7 separate regions of the Mus musculus genome follow, and all the other regions are linked to region 3. The links are chromatin contacts, called in public HiChIP or PLAC-seq and promoter capture Hi-C maps. All regions are on one chromosome and are shown on one strand. Each heading gives the region's core, a stretch centred on a gene start, on an enhancer-like site or on the middle of the called end of the contact. The rest is flanking DNA. Distances are from core to core; before and after follow the strand shown.

What was found. Promoter capture Hi-C pulls out the DNA fragments that hold promoters and counts their contacts. HiChIP or PLAC-seq counts read pairs in DNA pulled down with a chosen protein or histone mark.
Region 1: an HNF4G HiChIP or PLAC-seq map of pancreatic cancer cells shows a contact between it and region 3. The contact joins the enhancer-like site here to the promoter of Ahctf1 in region 3. A contact is called at or near these places in 5 of 39 promoter capture datasets (hippocampal neurons, liver, maxillary cranial neural crest and 2 more), 8 of 115 datasets of contacts at active chromatin or transcription factors (the SCID.adh cell line, embryonic forebrain, embryonic stem cells and 4 more) and 1 of 9 other capture datasets (adipose tissue).
Region 2: a contact with region 3 is called in a promoter capture Hi-C map of pre-B cells, with 5 times the contacts expected there. The contact joins the promoter of 2900024J01Rik here to the promoter of Ahctf1 in region 3. A contact is called at or near these places in 4 of 39 promoter capture datasets (hippocampal neurons, liver and pre-B cells), 5 of 115 datasets of contacts at active chromatin or transcription factors (the SCID.adh cell line, embryonic stem cells, extraembryonic endoderm stem cells and 1 more) and 1 of 9 other capture datasets (adipose tissue).
Region 4: a contact with region 3 is called in a FOXA1 HiChIP or PLAC-seq map of pancreatic cancer cells. The contact joins the promoter of Lin9 here to the promoter of Ahctf1 in region 3. A contact is called at or near these places in 2 of 39 promoter capture datasets (cranial neural crest and hematopoietic stem and progenitor cells), 3 of 484 Hi-C or Micro-C datasets (CD4 T cells and embryonic stem cells) and 8 of 115 datasets of contacts at active chromatin or transcription factors (astrocytes, embryonic basal ganglia, embryonic stem cells and 2 more).
Region 5: a promoter capture Hi-C map of hippocampal neurons shows a contact between it and region 3, with 4 times the contacts expected there. The contact joins the enhancer-like site here to the promoter of Ahctf1 in region 3. A contact is called at or near these places in 4 of 39 promoter capture datasets (the 3T3-L1 cell line, hippocampal neurons and liver), 6 of 115 datasets of contacts at active chromatin or transcription factors (the 230-238 cell line, bone marrow-derived dendritic cells, embryonic forebrain and 3 more) and 1 of 9 other capture datasets (embryonic stem cells).
Region 6: a contact with region 3 is called in an H3K27ac HiChIP or PLAC-seq map of embryonic stem cells, with 3 times the contacts expected there. The contact joins the promoter of Parp1 here to the promoter of Ahctf1 in region 3. A contact is called at or near these places in 7 of 39 promoter capture datasets (cranial neural crest, embryonic stem cells, hippocampal neurons and 3 more), 1 of 15 datasets of contacts at CTCF or cohesin (the NIH/3T3 cell line), 4 of 484 Hi-C or Micro-C datasets (embryonic stem cells, liver and reprogramming fibroblasts), 10 of 115 datasets of contacts at active chromatin or transcription factors (astrocytes, embryonic hindbrain, embryonic stem cells and 3 more) and 2 of 9 other capture datasets (embryonic stem cells and pancreatic islet).
Region 7: a promoter capture Hi-C map of second pharyngeal arch cranial neural crest shows a contact between it and region 3. The contact joins the promoter of Acbd3 here to the promoter of Ahctf1 in region 3. A contact is called at or near these places in 6 of 39 promoter capture datasets (cranial neural crest, frontonasal cranial neural crest, hippocampal neurons and 3 more) and 4 of 115 datasets of contacts at active chromatin or transcription factors (astrocytes, embryonic stem cells, extraembryonic endoderm stem cells and 1 more).

Annotation. Positions count from the first base shown.
Region 1 is chr1:180,756,634-180,759,333 of GRCm38.p6, reverse strand. No RefSeq gene overlaps it. Among named protein-coding and RNA genes, the nearest start is that of Gm38293, 11 kb to the left of the region's middle. Within about 2 kb of position 1,268, at least 29 of the 459 cell types and tissues checked have an H3K27ac peak or open chromatin away from gene starts, as enhancers often do. A contact at or near this core is called in liver and pancreatic cancer cells, where this site is marked.
Region 2 is chr1:180,776,601-180,779,300 of GRCm38.p6, reverse strand. 2900024J01Rik (a long non-coding RNA gene) reads right to left here and starts at 1,340. Exons shown (of 3, transcript XR_373751.4): 1 at 1,242-1,340.
Region 3 is chr1:179,802,655-179,805,354 of GRCm38.p6, reverse strand. Ahctf1 (AT hook containing transcription factor 1) reads left to right here and starts at 1,340. Exons shown (of 36, transcript NM_026375.2): 1 at 1,340-2,002.
Region 4 is chr1:180,639,857-180,642,607 of GRCm38.p6, reverse strand. Lin9 (lin-9 homolog (C. elegans)) reads right to left here and starts at 1,458. Exons shown (of 15, transcript NM_001103182.2): 1 at 1,211-1,458. The coding sequence starts at 1,289.
Region 5 is chr1:180,426,546-180,429,245 of GRCm38.p6, reverse strand. No RefSeq gene overlaps it. Among named protein-coding and RNA genes, the nearest start is that of Gm39712, 19 kb to the right of the region's middle. Within about 2 kb of position 1,290, at least 53 of the 459 cell types and tissues checked have an H3K27ac peak or open chromatin away from gene starts, as enhancers often do. A contact at or near this core is called in the 230-238 cell line, bone marrow-derived dendritic cells and hippocampal neurons, where this site is marked.
Region 6 is chr1:180,567,559-180,570,258 of GRCm38.p6, reverse strand. Parp1 (poly (ADP-ribose) polymerase family, member 1) reads right to left here and starts at 1,368. Exons shown (of 23, transcript NM_007415.3): 1 at 1,106-1,368. The coding sequence starts at 1,225. Gm31986 (a long non-coding RNA gene) reads left to right here and starts at 1,360. Exons shown (of 4, transcript XR_001779573.2): 1 at 1,360-2,281.
Region 7 is chr1:180,724,757-180,727,456 of GRCm38.p6, reverse strand. Acbd3 (acyl-Coenzyme A binding domain containing 3) reads right to left here and starts at 1,414. Exons shown (of 8, transcript NM_133225.3): 1 at 1,079-1,414. The coding sequence starts at 1,355.

The DNA.
Region 1 (2,700 bases), core at 19-2,518, 950 kb before region 3:
GAGTGGGGGAGAGGGTATGGGGGACTTTTGGGATAGCATTGGAAATGTAATTGAGGAAAATACGTAATAAAAAAAAGAAATAAAAGAAAGAAATTGTAAGAGGAAAAAAAAAAGATTCTGTTGAGTCAACTAGAAAACTCTTGGATCTAATAAAGACCTACAGAACATTGGCCTTAGCTGGCCTGAAACGATGTAAATCAGGCTGGCCTTGGACTCTCCCCTCTGCTTCCTGGGAGCTGGGATTAAAGTCATCATCACGCCCAGCAAGAATTGCAGAAATCCAACACCAAGGAAATAAAACTGCCAACCAACAAATGGGCAAATGAACTCGATAGTTTTTCAAAAAACACAAATGCCCAAGAACAATCTCCAAGTGTTCAATGACTCGAGCCGTCAGGGAGATGCAAAGTAAAACCATGAGAGACGTCCATACACTAGCCGCAGAGATTTTGCATGTCCACGTTTGTTGTGGCTTTATTCACTGCAGAACCGGAATCAACCAAGTTGTCCACGGACAGATGAATGAATAGTGAAAACGTGGCACATACATTCTCTCCAGGAAGTTGAGAACTTCAGACTGACATTCACAGACAGACTTGCCCCCCCTCTCCAGTTCTCCTTGGTCCACAGCAAGCATGCCCCTTACTCAACAGCAGGTACTCTCTGAGTCAAGAAGCCTTGCTTCATGGGGAAGTCTTGTCTGTCATTTCCATTACTGATTTGGACCACACAGCCCTTGCACTCTTTACCAGAGCATCAGCAGCTACTTCTGTGGCCATTTGCTTCTCAGAGAAAATGCAAAGTTCCCATAGTTCCCATTCATGCCTTTAATTCCAGCACTCGCAAGGCAGAGGCAGGCGGATTTCTGAATTCCAGGCCAGCCTGGTCCACAGAGTGAGTTCCAGGACAGCCAGGGCTACACAGAGAAACCCTGTCTTGAAAAAAAAAAAAGTTTGTGTTTACTGTCCAGCTCAATGGGTTTCTGGCAGCTGGCGGGCAGGAAGGGTCAGACACCAGGTTCATCTTGACACAGCCAACTAACTCCCTCTGAGTTAATATGTTAAAGAGCCTAGTTTTAGTAAGTTGTTATTGAATGCAATAGAGTCCCTGATGCAAGAAGCGGCTCCCAAGCTGATGTGGGCAGGCTGATGACACTCCTGTCCCCAAGGACAACACCTGGTTGCACGTGCCAGGATGAGGCATGAGCCTGTGAGCCTGAGTCTGTGGCTCTGTGCCTACCCACATCTTCCACACAGCTCAGGCACCAGGGCAGACTGCACTCGCACTGCCACCTGTGCCACGCTGGACTCTTTAGCAGATCACACCTTCCTGCTTGCCCAGTGCCAAAGTCCACTCTACTTCCTGCTAGTGAGGTGGCACGCCTTATGATGAGGGAGGCACCTACCTTTCTTGTTGGAATTGGAGGAGACCATGGTAACAGACAGCAGGCAGGGGGCACCAGTTCCTCTGGCCAGCTTATTGGTGCAATGTCCAAATGGAGAAAGGGTTCGCTTGTCCACATCCTGCAGCAAGGTTCTGGGACTGCTGTACCTCAACGGTCTACTGATGGGGGTGGGGGATAAAGGCCAAATGAGGCAACTTCCCATCCCATGGTAACTACCATTTTTATTGCACTGCCTGCCAAGGCATTTTACACACACCTTCAACCTGCCAGGAAAGACCTTCAGAGATAGCTCTCATTTCCTAGACCATGAGCTCACAGGTCAACAGGAGCACAGAGTATGTCCCCTGATGTGTGGCAAGTGTCAGGTTTTGGGGTTGGTCTTGTAATATTATGTCAGCTGCAGTGGGATGCAGCTCAGCTCTTAAAGCATGAGGCCTTTCCATTCAGAAAGCTCAAACTGCTATGGTGCTTTTTTTTTTTTTTCTTTTTTTTTTTTTTTTCTGAGTCAGTCTTGCTGTAACATACAGCATATAGCCCTGGCAGGCTTACCACTCAGTGTAAGTCAGACTTAACTCATGATCCCCTCTGTGTGTGTGTGTGTGTGTGTGTTTAAGCCCCAAGGCAGGGATGGGCTTGGGCTTCTCAAGGAGGAGCCACACACACACACATTATGTATATATGTGTCTGAGTATATGTGGAAGTAAATTTGGGCTCCCTGCAAAAATAACAAGGGCTTCTAAACTCTAAGCCCGAGGGTCAAATGACCCTTTTATAGGGGCTGCATATCAGGCATTTATGATTTGTAACAGTACCAAAATTACAGTTGTGAAGTAGCAACAAAAATACTTTTATGGTTGGGGGTTGCCACAACATGAGGAACTGTGTCAAAGGGTTGCAGCATTAGGAAGGGTGAGAACCACTGGTCTAAGCCATCTTTCTGACCCTCATCCTCCCCTCCCCTTCCCCTTCTTTGACATAGGGACTCACTCTGTATCTGTAGCTCAGAGATTTCCGCAACCTTGGCCATGGTGTCTCTTCGCAGCAACAGAACAGTGACTAGAAGAAAAACAGCTCCCCTGTGAGTCCAACTCTAGAAGACCTGACTTCCTCTTCTGACCTCTGAGGGCACACATCCCCACAGGCACAATTATTAAAAATGAAATTAAAATATATAACACAAATCCAACACCACAGAAACTCATACATATGGAAATAAGCAAAAATCCACAAGGAATAAAAAAAAAAAAAACACCCGTGTACACACGCAAGACACAGACTAGAATTGGGAAGAAAGG
Region 2 (2,700 bases), core at 91-2,590, 970 kb before region 3:
ACGCATACTGTACCGTCACGCACTCCATAAGCAGAGGTGGCTGGCTGGTGGTTCCTTCAGGTGTTTTCCCCTGTCTCGCATCTCGCATGGAGACCTGTCTGACCAGTATCTGTTCCGCCCTACCCTTGGATGTCCAATGTGTGCATCAAACCCAGCATGCCCCAAACTGCCGTTCTGACTCCCACACCACCGGTGGAACCAGCAGGGCCAGTCTTCATCTTTGGGAGTGAGCCTGTGAGGCTGGCTTGCTCTTTCCCAACCACCCAGTCCCAACACTAAACACGTCTACACAGCTCTGTCCTGCTCCATCCTCTTCCTGCCTCTCCTCCCGTGAGCTTCCATGGCCATCTGCCCACATGTATGTTTCAATTCTGTCTTTTTTTTTTTTTTTTCAAGTTTTGGGAAAGAGGATTTTTGTGTTTGCTTTGTAGCGATAATTTGTTTGTTTAAGTCAAGGGCTCAGTACCTGGCTAACTTTACCTATGGGAGATCCTCTTCCCTCTGCCTCCAGAGTGCTGGAATTACAAGCTTCCCACCACATCGGCTTCAATAAATATTTTCAATGAATGATGACTTTCAGGTGGGAAAACACCTCCAACCAATCTAGAACAGGCGCCCTGTCCAGAGTTGTAAAAAAAAAAAAGGGTTTGGGAACTCCAGCCACCGTACGGGGAGTGAGCCTCCTGCGGAGGCACTGGGACCTGACTATCCGCAAGATGCAGGCATGGACTGACCACACAGCGCCCAAGCGGCCGGTGGGACGCTTCCTGATCCGTCCTCTCTTGGCGACTGGGAAAGAGAGAGGTGGCTTTGGCTACAACTGCTTCTGGGCCAGGTAATTCTAGAGAAAGGAATGACGCGCACCTATGGGCACCAGCTGCAGAGTTGTTTGGGTGCTCCTAAGTGACCAAAGGTCCCCGAAGCCCGATCCGGAGGAGGAGCTACGGCCGCTGCATACGGGCGGGGTGGCCCAGGGCGTGCGCGCTCCCGAGGAATGGCAATCGGGCGTCGCGGCTCCAACGCCTAATTTACCAAGGCGAGCCCAGCCCTGCCCTACGGTGTCTGTGACCTGCCCACCGAGTGGGTCCCCAACCAATGAACCTCAGCTCTCGTGAGCCACAGCTCCATGGGTCCCAAATGTCCCTGGCTCCTGTGGGTCCCAGGCTTCCCCGTCGCCTGCCCCGGCAGACAAGGAGGGGTCATTTACCGCGAAGACGAAAATCTTTCCAGGAAGTTTGTACCTATTAATATTGCTGTTCCTGGCAGCAGCTCTCCGCGCGGGGCGGGGGCAGGGCAGACCCTGCAGCTGCTTCTACCGCCTAGTGTCCGCCTCTGGCCCGGGACAAGGAGCGGAGGGCAGCTCTAGGTCCCCACGCCTACGGCGGGGGCAGGACCTGCTCGGATGCTCAAGGCGCCAGAGCCCAGCGGCTTGCCCGCGAGCAGCGCGCGGTGGGACCCGGAAGATCCCGAGGCCAAGGCGCAAACCAAGAGCTGGGACTCGGGAGGGGGAAGGGAGAGGGAAGAGAGGGATCCTTGCATCGGTTACCAGAGGCCGCTAGGCCGCGCCGTTCCCCCAAAAGAAAGCTGGTCCCGGAAGCAGGTATGCTCCTGCAGTGGGAGACCATGAGCCTCGGGGCCCTGGAGAGGTTGGGACCCTGGTTCTGACCTTGCTATGGTTTCACAGCCGCAAGGCGCTGCAGCAGAAATTTGATATTCGAAAGCTTGTGGCCTCCTCGCCACCACCTTGCAAGACTGTCTCCAGTCACAGACACAGACATTAGAGGTCGTAGTGTTGTTTTGTTACTCAGTGCAAGGCCTGGTGTGTACAACAGGATCTCTTAGAAAGAAGCACAGCTGTTTTCCTGCAGTAGCGGCCCCGGAACCACACGACCGGCAGCTCCAGCCCCAGACCACAGCTCGCTGGATTTTCAGAAGTTCCTTGGGCCAGAAGTGCCAGCCAGATCACTCTTTCTCTCAGGTCACATATGGTACATAAATCACTTTGCAAAAGAACCTTAATTTATGACTCTTTTGGGTGTTTATGTAGATAAGCAGTAATTTAGTCATCCCTGAAGTGGTGATCCCTGGACACCTCAAGTGTTAACTGTCCAGAGTATGAATTAAAGTCCCTGTGTCACACCGTCTCTTCCTCAGAATTCTAGAGTCCTCTGCAGGGTGCTCTGGTAATCATCTTCCTCCTCCTCCTCCTCCTCCTCCTCCTCCTCCTCCTCCTCCTCCTCCTCCTCCTCCTCCTCCTTCTTCTTTCCCGAGACAGGGTTTCTCTGTGTAGCCCTGGCTGTCCTGGAATTCACCCTGTAGACCAGGCTGGCCTCGAACTCAGAAATCCGCCTGCCTCTGCCTCCCAACGTGCTGGGATTAAAGGTGTGCACCACCACTGCCCCGCTCTGTTAATCTTCTTGCTCAGGATGACCAGGCCTATTCTGTGCAGGGACTCTGTCCAGCTCTGCGTGGAGGGCAGTGCCCACAAGTCACCAGTATTGAGACACGGAAGGACAGAGGTAAAGTATTTATTTCCTAATGTCCGCCTTCCAGCCTTCAGGGTCTCTTGGAAGCTCAGGGCCCATGTGGTTCTCCCAGATGGCTTGCACTAGCTTGACAGGGGACTGTGCCAGAATCTGGCGTCTTAAGGTAGGGTTCACCAACTAAATAGTTTTCCCTTAGCCCTTCCCCTTGGGGAAG
Region 3 (2,700 bases), core at 91-2,590:
AAGAGGCAGCTTTATCTCAAAAATTGTGCAGAGAGAGAGAGTAGTAGAGACAGGCTTTCCTGATTAAAGCAGTCTACTAATGTCTTCTCCTTCTCTCTTCCCCCTTCTGTTTGTTTGTTTGTTTGTTTGTTTGTTTGTTTGTTTGAGATAGGGTTTCTCTATGTAGCCTTGGAACGACTATGGAGACCAGGCTGATCTTGAACGCACAGAGATCCTCCTGATTCTGCCTGTGCTCTTACAACTCAGTAATAAAGACACATTCTATTTCATTTGTTTGAAAATTCTTTGGTGCTGGGTCTAGCTTCAAAGAGAGATACTGATAGTCTACAGAAGAAAGCCCAAAGATGAGCTCCAAATGATAGTCTAGAAATGATACAGTCTAGAAATGATACAGTCTAGAAATGATACAGTCTAGGGATCTTGATTGGATCTGTTTTCACTGATAGTTAAAAGAATGAAAGGGTGGTTCAGGTCTTTAATCCCACGGCTCAGGAGACAGAGGCAAGAAGATCTCTGTGAGTTTGAGGCCAGCCCCATCTACTAAGAGAGTTCCAAGATAGCCAGGGCTGTTACACAGAGAAACCATGTCTAGAACAAACTGAAAGGAAAAAAAAAAAAAAAGAACTGTTAAGACTAGAAGAGTTAAAAGGCAAAGCACAACAAGCAGTAGCAGAATTAGCAGTTAAAAAGGCGTTTATTGCAGGCAGTAAACACACAGAGAAAAAGACCTTCTACAAAACAGAGAGGGGATTTGAGAAGCTGAAAAATCCAGTCTCTTCTTGAGGCCTGGGGGTTGTAAAACCTCTAAAACCTCCCTGACCTACTTTAGTGTTGGTCAGTTTGAAGGCAGAAAGGATGGATGGTTGATCGGTCCACTACAGTTGTGTAACGTGTTCTAATCAGGCTTTGAACTTATTGAACCAGTCCATCAGCAGGTGACCTGCAGGTAGATGATAAAAGCTTGCCAGGTTTTTGTCTCAAATCAGGAGGTTAAAAAAAGCTGGCCATCTTGGAAATTCGCCATGGCTCATGTCCCTGTTTGTCTACTAAGGGTCTGCCCAACTCCTCGTCTCTCAATACTAACAAATCGAAAAGAAAACATAGGTTTGGCATAATGGAACCTACAGCTTCGTGCATGCCAAGCACGAAGCTCTGCCAGCAGAATTACCCAGCGTCAGATATATGACAAAAGATTAGGCTAGGCGACCTGAACTCTCTGCTTTTTGAGAAAAAAAAAAAAATGAGAGTAAGAGTTTCTCAGTAAGTCTGGGTTTTGTGTGTGTGTGTGCGTTTCCTTGAAGAGTTGGAGCACAGAACGGAAAAAACGGAGGCAAGAGCAGCAGTCATAGACGGAAAGATTATCGCTTGGCTGCCAGCAGGAACCGCCACTAGATTAGGCCGGCCCTTGCTCCGCAAAGCCGGACACGCCCTACACTACGCCCAGCGCACAAAGCCCTATGGGACTTGTAGTCTTTCGCCTATCTGCTCCTAGGAGGCGGAGAGACCCTGCTGTACGTAAATGAATCTTTCTTCCCGGCGTCGTCTCGGTTTTCTCCCTTTGCGAAAGGCCTAGTAGGGAAAGTTTGAAAATTCCCGCGGAGTCGGCGCCAGAGGCCGGAACCCTCGCGAGAAGTCCGAGCCCCGCAGCGCGATCTGCGATCGGATCCCCGCCCTGGCCACGATCCTTCCCTGGGCGGAGAGGCTGTGTGTGTGGGGTTCGGGCAGTGCGCCCGGGGTAATGCGCAGAGCGCGGCCCGAGCGGTGCCAGCCCAGTAAGTCGAGTCGCCAGCGGGGAGGACGCGGCGCGGGCGGTGGGACGAGTTCGAAGCCGGGATTGGGCGAAGGAGCACCCGGGGCCTGAGGGGACCGGCGAGAGACTGAGCGAGAAGCGGCTTCCGCGGGCCCGGGGCGCGCGCCGGGCCGTGTCTCCCGGGAGATGCTGTGACGGACCGCACGGAAGCAGCGACGCCGGGGCCCTTGGCGGCCTGGCCCGCGGGCTCAGGTAGGGTGGGGAACCGCAGGCCCGCGCGCCGAGGGCGGGGCGGCCGGGGCGGCGAGGCCCGGGGCCTAGGCCGGGCGCACCGCCTCGCGGGGAAGCGGCGTCCGCGAGCCGCGACCGGTGCGGCTCGTTCCAGCGCTCGGGCGTTAGTTACATAACCCTGGCGGCGGGTGCCGGCACATGGCCGCAGAGTCGAGCCTCCGGGCTCGTCTCCCGCGCCCGCGGGCGGGATCTCCGCCCCCCGGGACGAGTCTGACTCGAGACCCCGGGCCGTCAGGGTGTAGCGGAGCGATGGAGACCTTTGTGGGGCGTTCCCCGCGGACAGCCGCGGGCGCTCCGAGTCTCTCCGGCGTTGGCGTGAGCTCCACATGGTCCTGTGCTTGGCTCGGGTGAGTCCTGGGCGGGGGAAAAAGTTTCACTCGCGAAGCGGGCCACAGGGCTGAGTGGATCTGGTCCAGGACATCTAAGAGAACCGTGTCCGGAGCTCATCTGCGAGCTGTAAGGCCCATGACTTTTGCCTTTGGTTGACTTTTTGGAGAGTCGACTCTGCTTTTTGAATTGATAGGTACACACATGGTCCTTTTGAGACAGGTGGTTTTTGTTGACTTTGTGGAACCTTTCTTTTTGGTACCGTGAAGAATCACATCCAGGTCCTCACACATGTCAGGCAAGCGCTCCACCACTTGAGTTGTGTCCCCAGC
Region 4 (2,751 bases), core at 209-2,708, 840 kb before region 3:
GTTTCTCTGACCTGACTTCCTGTTGGGGCACACCAAATGGTTAAAAAACAAAACCACTACTTTATTTGTCATAAAAATGATACAATCGTTCTAAATACAGATTGCTCAGTTTGGAGGTTTGTTTGTTTGTTTGTTTTCCAAGACAGGATTTCTCTGTGTAGCCTTGGCTGTCCTGGAGCTTGGTATGTAGACTGGGTGGGCCTCGAACTCGGAGATCCACCTGCCTCTTCCTACCGAGTGCTGAGATTAAAGATGTGCGCCACCACACCTGCGAACCTTTCGTTGACCAAGGGCTACAAATACACACCACAGAGTACGTGTTGCTTCAAGACCATTTTGTAACTAAAATGCCTTTTAATAATGTGTGCAATATGAAAATTACAAAATTGTTCCCTTGTCCTTAGGTCGCAGAGTAGCTGGCTTTACTGTCTGCGGACAGGTGAACATCCGTCTCAGAGGTTGTGAGTATAGAAGGAGAAGTGAGGCAGTGAACAGGGGTGGGTGTCAGGCAGAATAACATACTTATATGGGCTGCGGTGCTCACATCCGTGTGTAATGCCCACCCCACAGTCTAGAGACACATCCACTCAGGAGGGAGACTGGGAATGGGGCTACCTCGGCACTGTATCCCGGCTGGATCATCTCCGGAAAGGTCCAGGGCCACCTGTAGTCCCAGGGGAAGGGGCCAAGCCTGTGTGACACGGAAGAAAACACTTCCAGGATGGACGCGGGGGGTCGGGGGGAGCGATCACAAGTGCCTGCAGAAGCAGGAGCCGTCAGAGGATCAGATCGGAGGCCCGGGGCACCAAGAGGGGCTGTGTCCCCGGTGCCCAGCCCGAGCCCTCCCGGCCCCCGGCCGGCGAGTTACATAACCGGGCGGGCGAGGAGGACGGCGCCCGCAACTGGGGGGCCGCTCTTCGCCCACCCCGGCCGGCGACAGCAGTCGCTCCGGGAGAGCAGCCGCCGACTCCGTCAGGACAGGCTGGACTCCCGGGCTTTCGGTTTCCGGCGCTGGCGCTCGCACAACCCCAGAAACAGACACACAAGACACCATAACAAAGGCGGCGACGCGGCGGCAGCGCCTGAGGAGGAAGGCCGGGGACTGCGGTGGGCTGGCGGCCATCCCACCTGCCCGGCAACCGGACTCGGCCGGTGCGACCCCGGGACGGGCAACCGGCGGGAAGGAGGGCTGCTCTGAGACGCTACTTACTCTCGTCAGGCAACTGGTCGAGCTCCGCCATCTTGAACGAGCCGCGCCGCTTTTTCAAAGGCTGCCCGCCCCGGTGCATTGTGGGGCGGAGACTGTCTGCGAGGGAGGTTCGAATGAGGAGCTCGCGGCCCGCGGCGCCTGCTCCCGCCAGGCCGTCCGGCTCCGCCCGAGCCCGGCGGGAGGGGGCCTCGGGGCCTCGCCCGCACCCCGGGCCGGGCCCGGAGGAGGACAGGGGACGCCTCGCCGAGAGGCCCGGTAGGGCCGAGCGCGGGGGGCGCGGCGCCAGCACCGATGCGCCCGCCCGCGCCGCCCCCCTCGCCTGCGCTCGCTCCCGGCGCGCGGCCCGCGCTGCGGCTGCGGGAACTGCAGGCCGGTTCCCGAGGGGAGCGGGACGCAGGCCCGGGCCGGTGGCGCGGCGGACGAGACCTGGGTTCCTGGTCGCTTGGCACGGAGGGGGCTCTGCCCAAAGTAACGTGGACTCGGCTCCCCAGATCGCGTTTCTCCGGCGCCCCGGCCCCTGCCCTTCCCCCCCACCGAGTGCCCGGGCCGCGGCGTCCGCTTCGCCTGCAGGTCACGGACGCGGGGTCCGGGCGGCCCGGGCCGGAACCTGAGCTGCGAGCGGCCGGGACGAGACCTTGAGAGGTCACCAAGTTGGTGTAGGCCGAGGGCTAGTGAACTGTCCTGCTTTCTTTCTCTAATGCGCTCCACCCGAGACCGGTAGTGAGCTGGGAGCCTCACAGTGACTAAGGATGCTTGGGGAAGACACAAGTGACACTAGCCAAGTGTAATGAAACTGGATGGGGATTCCTCCCTTGCTGAAAGAAGCCGGGAAAGATTTCACGGTTCCCATCTGTAACACTTTCTAGTATTTAAACCACGGTGGCTTTTCAACTACTATTTTTACAAGCGTGGTTGATCTCCGGGGTGGGTCTATTCTCCAGGGATTTATGAGGAGGGGGTAGTCGGCGAATGGAGAATTTAAAACAAAACAAAAACGAGTGGATGAGTGACTTCCACAAACTAAAAAGTTTAAAGATGGTTCAGTGAGGTGAGAGCAGATCTAGACAGGCCAGCCCAGGCTAAGTTGGGCTTGGTAAAAAGAATAAAGCGAGGTCTTAAGTAGTACGAAGGGCAGGCTTTCATTTCTTTTCTAGAACACATTCAAGAATGTGAGGCACAGGTTGGAGAAAGACAAGATGAGACTCTTGGGCGAGCAATAGAGTGGAAGACTTCAGGCTCAGGAAAAGGGCAGCAGGCTGTGAAAGTTAAGGGTGCAACTTGGGCTGCTACTTGTATCAGTCCCAGGCAAGCTTAATACTTGTGCTTCAACTTCTCCTCAGTAAAATGCAGGCAAAAATTCCACTCTTGCTTAATGAGTGGAAAGAACTTATAATGGCTCCTTGCAGCCAGCTGTTTGCTGCTACAGCCTCCAGTTTATAGACAGTAGGGAGTACCGCTGAATCTGGGGTGGAGGGAGGGGCAGGATGGAAAATCCACCTTTCGAGAGGTGAGGGGAAAGACTAGTGCGAGCAAGAGAAGCA
Region 5 (2,700 bases), core at 41-2,540, 620 kb before region 3:
GAGCGAGGCTGACCTGGCAAGCTTGGTTTCTCTGCACTCCATGGACCCCACGGCATCCAGACTGTTTCCTTAATTTCCCTCTAGCTTACGGCCTCGACCTCATTATAGAACTTGGCATCTCTCCACTGGTTAGCATCATTTCCTCCATGCAGAAGTGTCACCTCATGTCATTGCCGAGGAGCCCCCAGGGACACCTGTTTGTCACTGGGAGACACTCCACATTCCCCATTTGCTTCCGCTATTCCTTGCCCAGGCCTGAGATCCGGCTATGACCACATTGTGAGCTGCACATGGGTCCTCTGCACATGGGTCCTCGGCTCTGGCCACTTGGAGCTATTCCTTCCCTGTGTCTCTGTGCTGTGTGTCTGCTTCCTCCATCCTTCAACCCTCTGGATAATTCATATTCAGCTTCTAAACTCATTTTGGTGGCATTTCCTTTGCAAAGCCTTTCCTAAATGGCCTTTATGTTCCTGACTTGGGTGAGGCCTCTTTTTTGTCCTATGGGACCCCTTGTTTTTTCTGCATGGTGTCCTTTATACTGTACCGTATATTCCTGATATCTGTCCACCACCACCACTGTGCCTTAAATGTGGGCTCTGGTATTTACTAGAGCAAGATGTCATTTGTAAATTAAATGCATTCCCTGACTAGCCTCCTTGTCCTAGGGCCATCTTGCAATGCACCTTGATGTCCACAAGGGGGCAGGCTCCCTAATGGGGCCTCGCGGTTTCTAGTCTGTCTTGAATTCATGCCAGCATGTGTTCTCAGAAAGCATGACTAAAATTGGGCATTTTTTTTTTCTTCTCATTGAAATAGAGCAGGCCTGCTGCTGTCAAAAAAGCTATCACAGACCCCGTTTGTCCGTAATGTGCAGAAACTATTTTTAAAATCGTATGTGCTACTGTCCCGAAAAGCACAGAAGTCATGTGGGACTTTCTCCCCTGCCCCCACTTTAAATCCCACTTTGCTGATTCACAAGTTTGGAAAGTACAGAGAGGAAAGACTAGGTCAGATAATGACGCTGGTTGCAAACGTCTATCTTTGTGGCCTGAACTCTGTGACCTCTAAATGTCCCCAGGACCAAGTGTGCAGAGTAAGGAGACCACAAGGTAGGACCCCAATTCCTGGTGAATTTGTCTCTGTGAATTTTCTATTGGGGTCTATTAGGGGTTGTGGCTGTCACCTACGGTGTCACCTACGGGGTTTAATAAAAGCTCCCTTTGACCCTCCCCCATCTTCCGCACAGCGAGGAAACGCCTGGTCCCCGAGCTTGTCTGCTTCCCAGTCCCCACTTCTCTGTTGAATGTGTCATTTTATGCCTGTGCATGGTGTGCTAAATGCCAGGAGCTGGGCCACAGCTGTCACAGTGAAAACGAAATTGAAAAAAAAAATGCCACCCAGGCTGGTTCTTGGTGTTCCCGGGAACTGGATGTGTTTGCTGCATTTCTGTGGCAGGGTGTGTGATCCAGACTGTGAATGGCAAGCAGACGTGGTTCTGAACCCTCAGTCTGCGGAGAAAGGGGACTGGATGCCATGGATGCTAACACTCAGCTGCCTGGAGGGTCATCCCACGCCTAGAACAAACAGACCCTCGCTCCAGCAGTCTCGGGTCTCCAGCCCCACTTCCAGGCCTGCAGGAGAACAGGGACTACCAGGTACACTGACTCTGGGCCTTGATAGCTCTGTCCCTACATATCCCAGGCACCAGCATCCATGGGCTGTCCTAGGGATCCTGTGGCACAGCCTGGTACCAGAATACACGCCCTGGACTGTCCAGGGAAGCAGAAACAGGCAGAATCACAGGCAGGTCTCGAGTTTGGTCCAAAGCAAAGTTTGGTCTGTTGTTTCCTAGTTCTGTCGCGAAGAACTCGGGGATGGCAAGGTTCATCTCATAGAGTTGTTATGAGTATTAAACTACTTTACCTTTAATCACCTGACACTTAGCAACTCACAACCATCGGCCACTGCTACCTTCGAACAGGATTCGGCAGTTCTGTAAGGGGTTGAATGAGACCCTAGATGATATATAAAGTAGTGACATGGTGGTCTCTAATAAAGCTTTATTTATATGGTCTAATGTCTAAGAGGATGCTTGCTCTGGTGACTGCACAGCTGAAAGGTGGGAGAGGGGCAGAGAATACAGAGTCAGCTATGTAGTATGGGGAAGGAAGGAGAGAGATATTCTTTTTTGTTTTTTGTTTTTTTGGTTTTTCGAGACAGGGTTTCTCTGTGCAGCCCTGGCTGTCCTGGAACTCACTTTGTAGACCAGGCTGGCCTCGAACTCAGAAATCCACCTGCCTCTGCCTCCCGAGTGCTGGGATTAAAGGCGTGCGCCACCACACCCGGTGAGAGAGATATTCTTGTATAGGGTTCAGAAGGGCTGGTACAGGCAGGAGCCTCTTAAGGGAGTCTCGGATACCACCTCCGGACTTAGGGACCCTGTGTCCCTCATATGTATACAGCATTGCTGTGCAATGAGCACTCTACCTCAGAGGAGGTTCAGAGTTCCCTCTCAATTAATTAAAGAGTTTCTACAGTTGGCTGTTTCTAAGATTCACTGCCAGGCTGAGCCACCTCGTGCATTAGTGAAGACAGGACAACCAAGGAGCCTGTGCAGACATGGAGGGCACATAGTAGGGCTCATGGAGCTGGCAGACACTGAAATGTGCCCAAGTCACCAGGCTTCTCCTGCATTATCAC
Region 6 (2,700 bases), core at 119-2,618, 760 kb before region 3:
TCCCGACATTTTTGTCACCAATGATAATTATAGACACTAACACCGTGCCTAGCTGCTTCTTAATAAATATGTATAGAATGTATGAGAACTGTGTCAAGCAAGAATGCTGAGCTAGGCAGTCTCTCCGAGGGCACCAAGATGACAGCTTCAGTTCTTCCCATAAGGAGAAATAATAGAAGCAGTGTGGTATCTTGGTACCCACTGGGTGAATGTCTTTTCCCCCTTCCCTCCCCCCCTTAAGAACTGAAGCCCCATTGAGGGCTAGCCTGCCTCTTCTAAAACACATTACTGCAGCTGGACAGCAAGGGAAATCAATTGCCTCGACCATTAGCAGCGTGAGCTTGGGTAACTGAGTGTTTGGGGGAGGTGGGAACAGGGCAGGTGAGAACCACACTAGCAAAGACGGGAAGGAATCTGCAAAACCAGAAGCCTAGGAGGCAGGAGCCACTGGAACGCCAGGACCCGTCATCCCACCACCTCCTGACCATCTCGGAAGCGTCAGTGAAGAGACCAGATAGCTGCAGAAAGCGCCGAGACCTCGGGAAGTTTGGAGAAAATGTTATTTCCAAGTAGAAATCAGGCCCAAAGCGAATGCACTGTAAAGAAATGGCACTGCTTTGCATAACTAAAATAGAAATACCGAGAGTGAGCGGATGTTGAAAGGATCATCAAAAATAGGCTTAAGGGGAAAAAAAAATCTTCTGTATTCATGGAGGACAATAATCTTCCGGGACAAGATAGGCCCAAATCAGAGCAGCTTTAAAGACCGCGCGCACACCCTCCACCCCGACGCCGAGAAGGCAGTGAAATAAACAAAAACTCTGCGACCATCCAGACCCAGCGAAGAGGCAGGCCCCTTGTCTTTACAAAGCCAGAGGCACTTACGCCAGATGCTCTTACTTCCCGGGCTTTTCTTGCAGGGTAAGCGCAATGTCCCGGAAGGGGTCGGCCCAATGGGCCTCAAGGACCTCCGCGGCAGCGCCGCGGGTCTTTCCCGCCCTTCTCTCCCGGTCCGGCTGAGCCGCAGGGCGGAGTGAGGCGGCCCCGAGCCCACACAGCCGCCCAGGCCGCGTCGCCCTGCGCCTCCGGCCCGGCCCCGTCGCACCTGCACCATGATGGCCATGCGGAGGGAGTCCTTGGGAATACTCTCGCTGCATTTCTTGCAAGAGGCGCGCCCGCTCTTCGCGTACTCCACTCGATAAAGCCTCTCCGAGGCCTCCGCCATCCTCCTTCTCGTGCTGCAGCGGCAGCCCGACGCCGCCGCTGGTGCGCTCCGCTAACGTGTCGGTTTCCCCCGCAAGCGTGCAGAGCCGCCTCCGCTCAGGATAGATTACTGATGCCTAGCGGCGGGACCGCCCCCCCAAGCTCGCGCGCGGAGGGCGGGGCCTCAGCTCATAGGGCGGGGCTTCAGCACGTGTCCTTGGGAGGTTGGGTCCCAGCGCGACTGCGCCTGTGCACGCTGGTCTCTGCCTCTGGGAAGGGGCCAGGGCGGGGACCCGGGGAATCTGACAGGCGCCACCCCTTTTGTCGGTTTGTCCCAGAAAGGCTTTTTGTTCGCCCAAATAATTCCACCTCACCCACTTGCATTTTTTTCTAGGTATGTCTAGAGCGAACCCTGCTGACCCTAAGTGTAGTATTCTGCTTTGCAGCCTCCACATTGCTGACACAGAAAACCAACTAAAGCCTGATTTTTCATTCTTAGTAAACTTAAATGCATAACTATAAATTCCAAGAGAATGAGCAGAACCCGTGACAGTTGGTAGTAGTTACAACAGATGTCGTGTGTTCTCATCCCCCATCTCCGCGCTAACACAGGACAGGGTGTCTCAGTGTTGCCCTGGCTGCCCTGAAACTTGTTCTGTAGATCAGGCTGGCCTTGAACTCACAGGGATCCATGTGCCTTTGCCTCCTGAGTGCTTGGGATTAAGGGCGTGTGACACCATCTCCGGCAACAGATATTTTCCTGGGGAGATCCCAAAATATTTTAGGTTATCGACAATTAAAGTTATAGGTATTGTTAAACTTGCTACTGTTAGATCTTGTTATTTAATGTAGCACTACAATCTTTAACATTATTGGTCTTTTTTTTTTTTTAATAATTATATGAGCGTGATGCAGGGTCTCACTATAAAGCCCTGGCTGGCCATGAAGATGAAGTCGGCTTCAAACTCACAGAGATCCACTTGCCTGTGTCCTAAAGTGTGGGTAAACTGCATGTCTGGCAGCAAACTGGCTGGTGAGCTGTGGCCTACTTGTCTATGAATCATTCCTGATTGAGCAGGTATGAACTGGCTCTAGGTATCTGCTTTGTGCTTCCTCTGTTGCTGCTCTTTTTCTAACCCTGCCCTCCCTTGTTGAGACCCTCTCGTGGCAGAGAGAGACAGGACACATGGCTGTTCCCTAACCTAGTCCAGGGAGTGGGGTCCTTCCACTTTGCCTTGTAACTGATCCCGTGGGTAACCACCCCAGCAAATTCTCCTTTGCTGCAGAGGGTCTAAACCAGGCAGGCTAGCCTATCTCAGACTTAAAAAACAGAAAATCTCCCAGACCAAATTACAATGTGTGAATTGCAGGCATGTTTTGCCTGTATAAATATTTATATATCATGTGTGTTTGGTGTTTGCTGAGTCCAGAAGACGTTTTCATATCTCCTGACTGGAGGAAGTTACAGATGGTTGTGAGCTGCCATGCAGGAACTGG
Region 7 (2,700 bases), core at 165-2,664, 920 kb before region 3:
GCTCAAGGGTAAACTTTAAAATACTATGAATTTAGAGTAACCATTTATTGTTCTGGAAAGTTTCATAGAATCTCACCTAGTTTGCACAATGAAAGTTGATTTAAAAATAAAACTACCTTCACACGGGTCACTACAGTGAACAACTCAACTTTAGCTGGTGAACTAGGCAATCCGAAAGCCCTAACTCTGGGAAGCTTGTCATAAATATGGGGTTCTAGAATGCAGGTGGAACCTAGCAACCCCTTTAAAGTTTCATTTGCCCTTATCTTGCTTTGTTTTCCCACGCAAGAACCTAAATAGCCTTTAAGAATCAGACTATGAGTCAAGCTCTTTCCCACTGACCAAATCTTGTGACTGTTACCTCCAGTATTAACTAGAGAAGAAAAAAGGCAGGAAATCACCGCACATCACAATTTTGTTTTAAGAAACAGTAGAGAGAGAGAGAGAGAGAGAGAGAGAGAGAGAGAGAACGAGAACTTCGCGCTTTAGTCTTCATCATTCACTTCCATGGTAGAATTTCCTAGCCACTTAGAAGTTACTAGAACACAGTGGCCATCACTTACTCACTCAGGCAAAAGGGAATAAATGAACTTAGTATTTTACTTCATCCTTCGCCACATCCCTATCGCCTAATGATCATGTCCCACACACGCTCACGGTTTACAAGGCTAGAAAAGGGATGTGTGGGACCCAATACAATTTTCTTCCACTAAGATAGTTTTTTTTTCTCTCTTTAAAAATCGCTTCGATGTTGTCGTGAGCCGTGAAAAACCGATACATAACAAAAAGGCGAAATCCATCCCAGAATAGGAGCCCCGGGGAGCGCGCGCTCCTGTCCACTCTAGCTCGTGGAAACCAGAAAACTTAAACCAGGTGGAACGCCCCAGCAACTAGGCGACACGGGCTGCTAAACCAGGGTTCTAGGTCTCTCAGGGGTGTGACCAGGGGCCGGACCGGCAGTGACAAACTCTCGGTGCCACCAAGGACGGACCGGCGCTCCGGTCACCCCGGCCTAGCTCGGGTGGGTGGGGCAGGCATGGCCGGCCCGCAGTCCCGCAGGGGCGAGTGACCCGCTCACTTTTGTAGAAGCGCAGCGCCAGGCCGTAAAGCTCCTCCAGGCCAAAGCCCCAGTGCTGCTCCATCCGCCGCGCCTCCTCGGCCGCGCCCTCAGCCGCCGCCTCCCCGGGCTCCCGCTGCTGCCCCGAGGCGCCGGAGCCCAGTCCATTCCCCGGGGCCGAGGACGGCGGCGTCTGCGGCGGGGCCCCCTCCGCGCCGGGCCTCTCCTCCGAGTCCGGGCTCAGCGTGAGACCGTCGAGCGACACCTCGAGCTGCTCTACGTTCAGCTGCGCCGCCATCTCCGCTCGCAGCGCCTCCTCGGCGGGGACAGGCGGCGGCCACGTATCGACTTCCTGCTGACCTCTCACCTCCGCTCGCCGACACCGGAACTTCCGCCGCCAAGGCGGCTGGGGTTTGAAAGCGCCGGGTGCCCCGCCCCCGAGCGTGTGGGCCACGCCCTCCCGTGCCCTCGGCTTGCTGGGGACCTCACGCCCCTCTCGGAGAGAGGCTCACCCCACCGCCGTGGCCGTCCCAGGGAGCCGGGACGTCCCGTGGGGTTCGTGGCGGTCCGCGTTGGTCGGGGGTGTGTGAGGTGAACCCCAAGCAGCGGTGTTGGGGGTGGCTGCTGGTCGCGTCCGACCCTGCAGGGGACAACTGCAGAGACATCTGTGCAGAGTCGCTGTTGGGAAGTTGCAGGCCAGTTACGGAGTCTCTTGCAACTGCCAGACGGTCAGAGCAACTGCCGTCTTCATTTTAAAGTAGAAATCAGGCTTTCGTCCCCTGCAGTGTTTGTCCTCTCCCTTAATTTATGTTCGTTCTCCTAAGGGAGGGAACGGTTGACTATTTTATTTTTTGCTATGTAGCTCAGGCTGACTTTGAACTCACTCGTTAGCTCAGGTTGCCCTTGGTCCTCCTGCCTTAATCTCCCGAGGGCTTTGACTACATGTGCAAGCCATCAGGACTAGCAATAAGGACAGCATGAGGCCAATTCAGCTATCCATGCCACGAAAGTGTAGGACCAGAAGACAGAATCTCTGCAGTGTCGGGTATAAGAAAGTAGGAGGTAGTTAAGGAGAAACAGCCAGAGTACATAGCACTCTCCTTTCTGTTTGCTTTTGTTTTTTTTGAGACATGGTTGTAAGCTACATAGCCCTGGCTGTCCTGTCACTATGAAGGTCAGACCAGACTAGCCTCAAACTCATAGAAACCCACCTCCCTCTGTTCTCGAGTGCTGTATTCTGGGATTTTTGGTTCCGTAGCAGAGTCTTCCAATTCATTAAAAGTGAAAAATTGTAAGATTTTCATGCATACACTGGGCAAGCACTCCAGCTTAGGGCTCTTTCATTGAGCTGAATGAATGGATGAAAGCACACTTCAATTACATACAGTATCAGTTCAGCTCAACATGATTTAAGGACTACCTTGTATATCATATACTATGGAAAATACAAAGGACAGTAGTCGTGTCCTACCCCTCGGCATCATGGTCCAGGAGGTGAGTCCGTGCCAGAGCACAATAGTATGGCCAGGCTGCTGGAAGGTACCTTCTGCCTCAGCACCTGTGAGCGGGTTCCCTAGCTTCTGTTTCCTCTTGGTTTGTTGAAAACACTGGAGTCATGAAACTATGTGTTAATATGTGTTTCA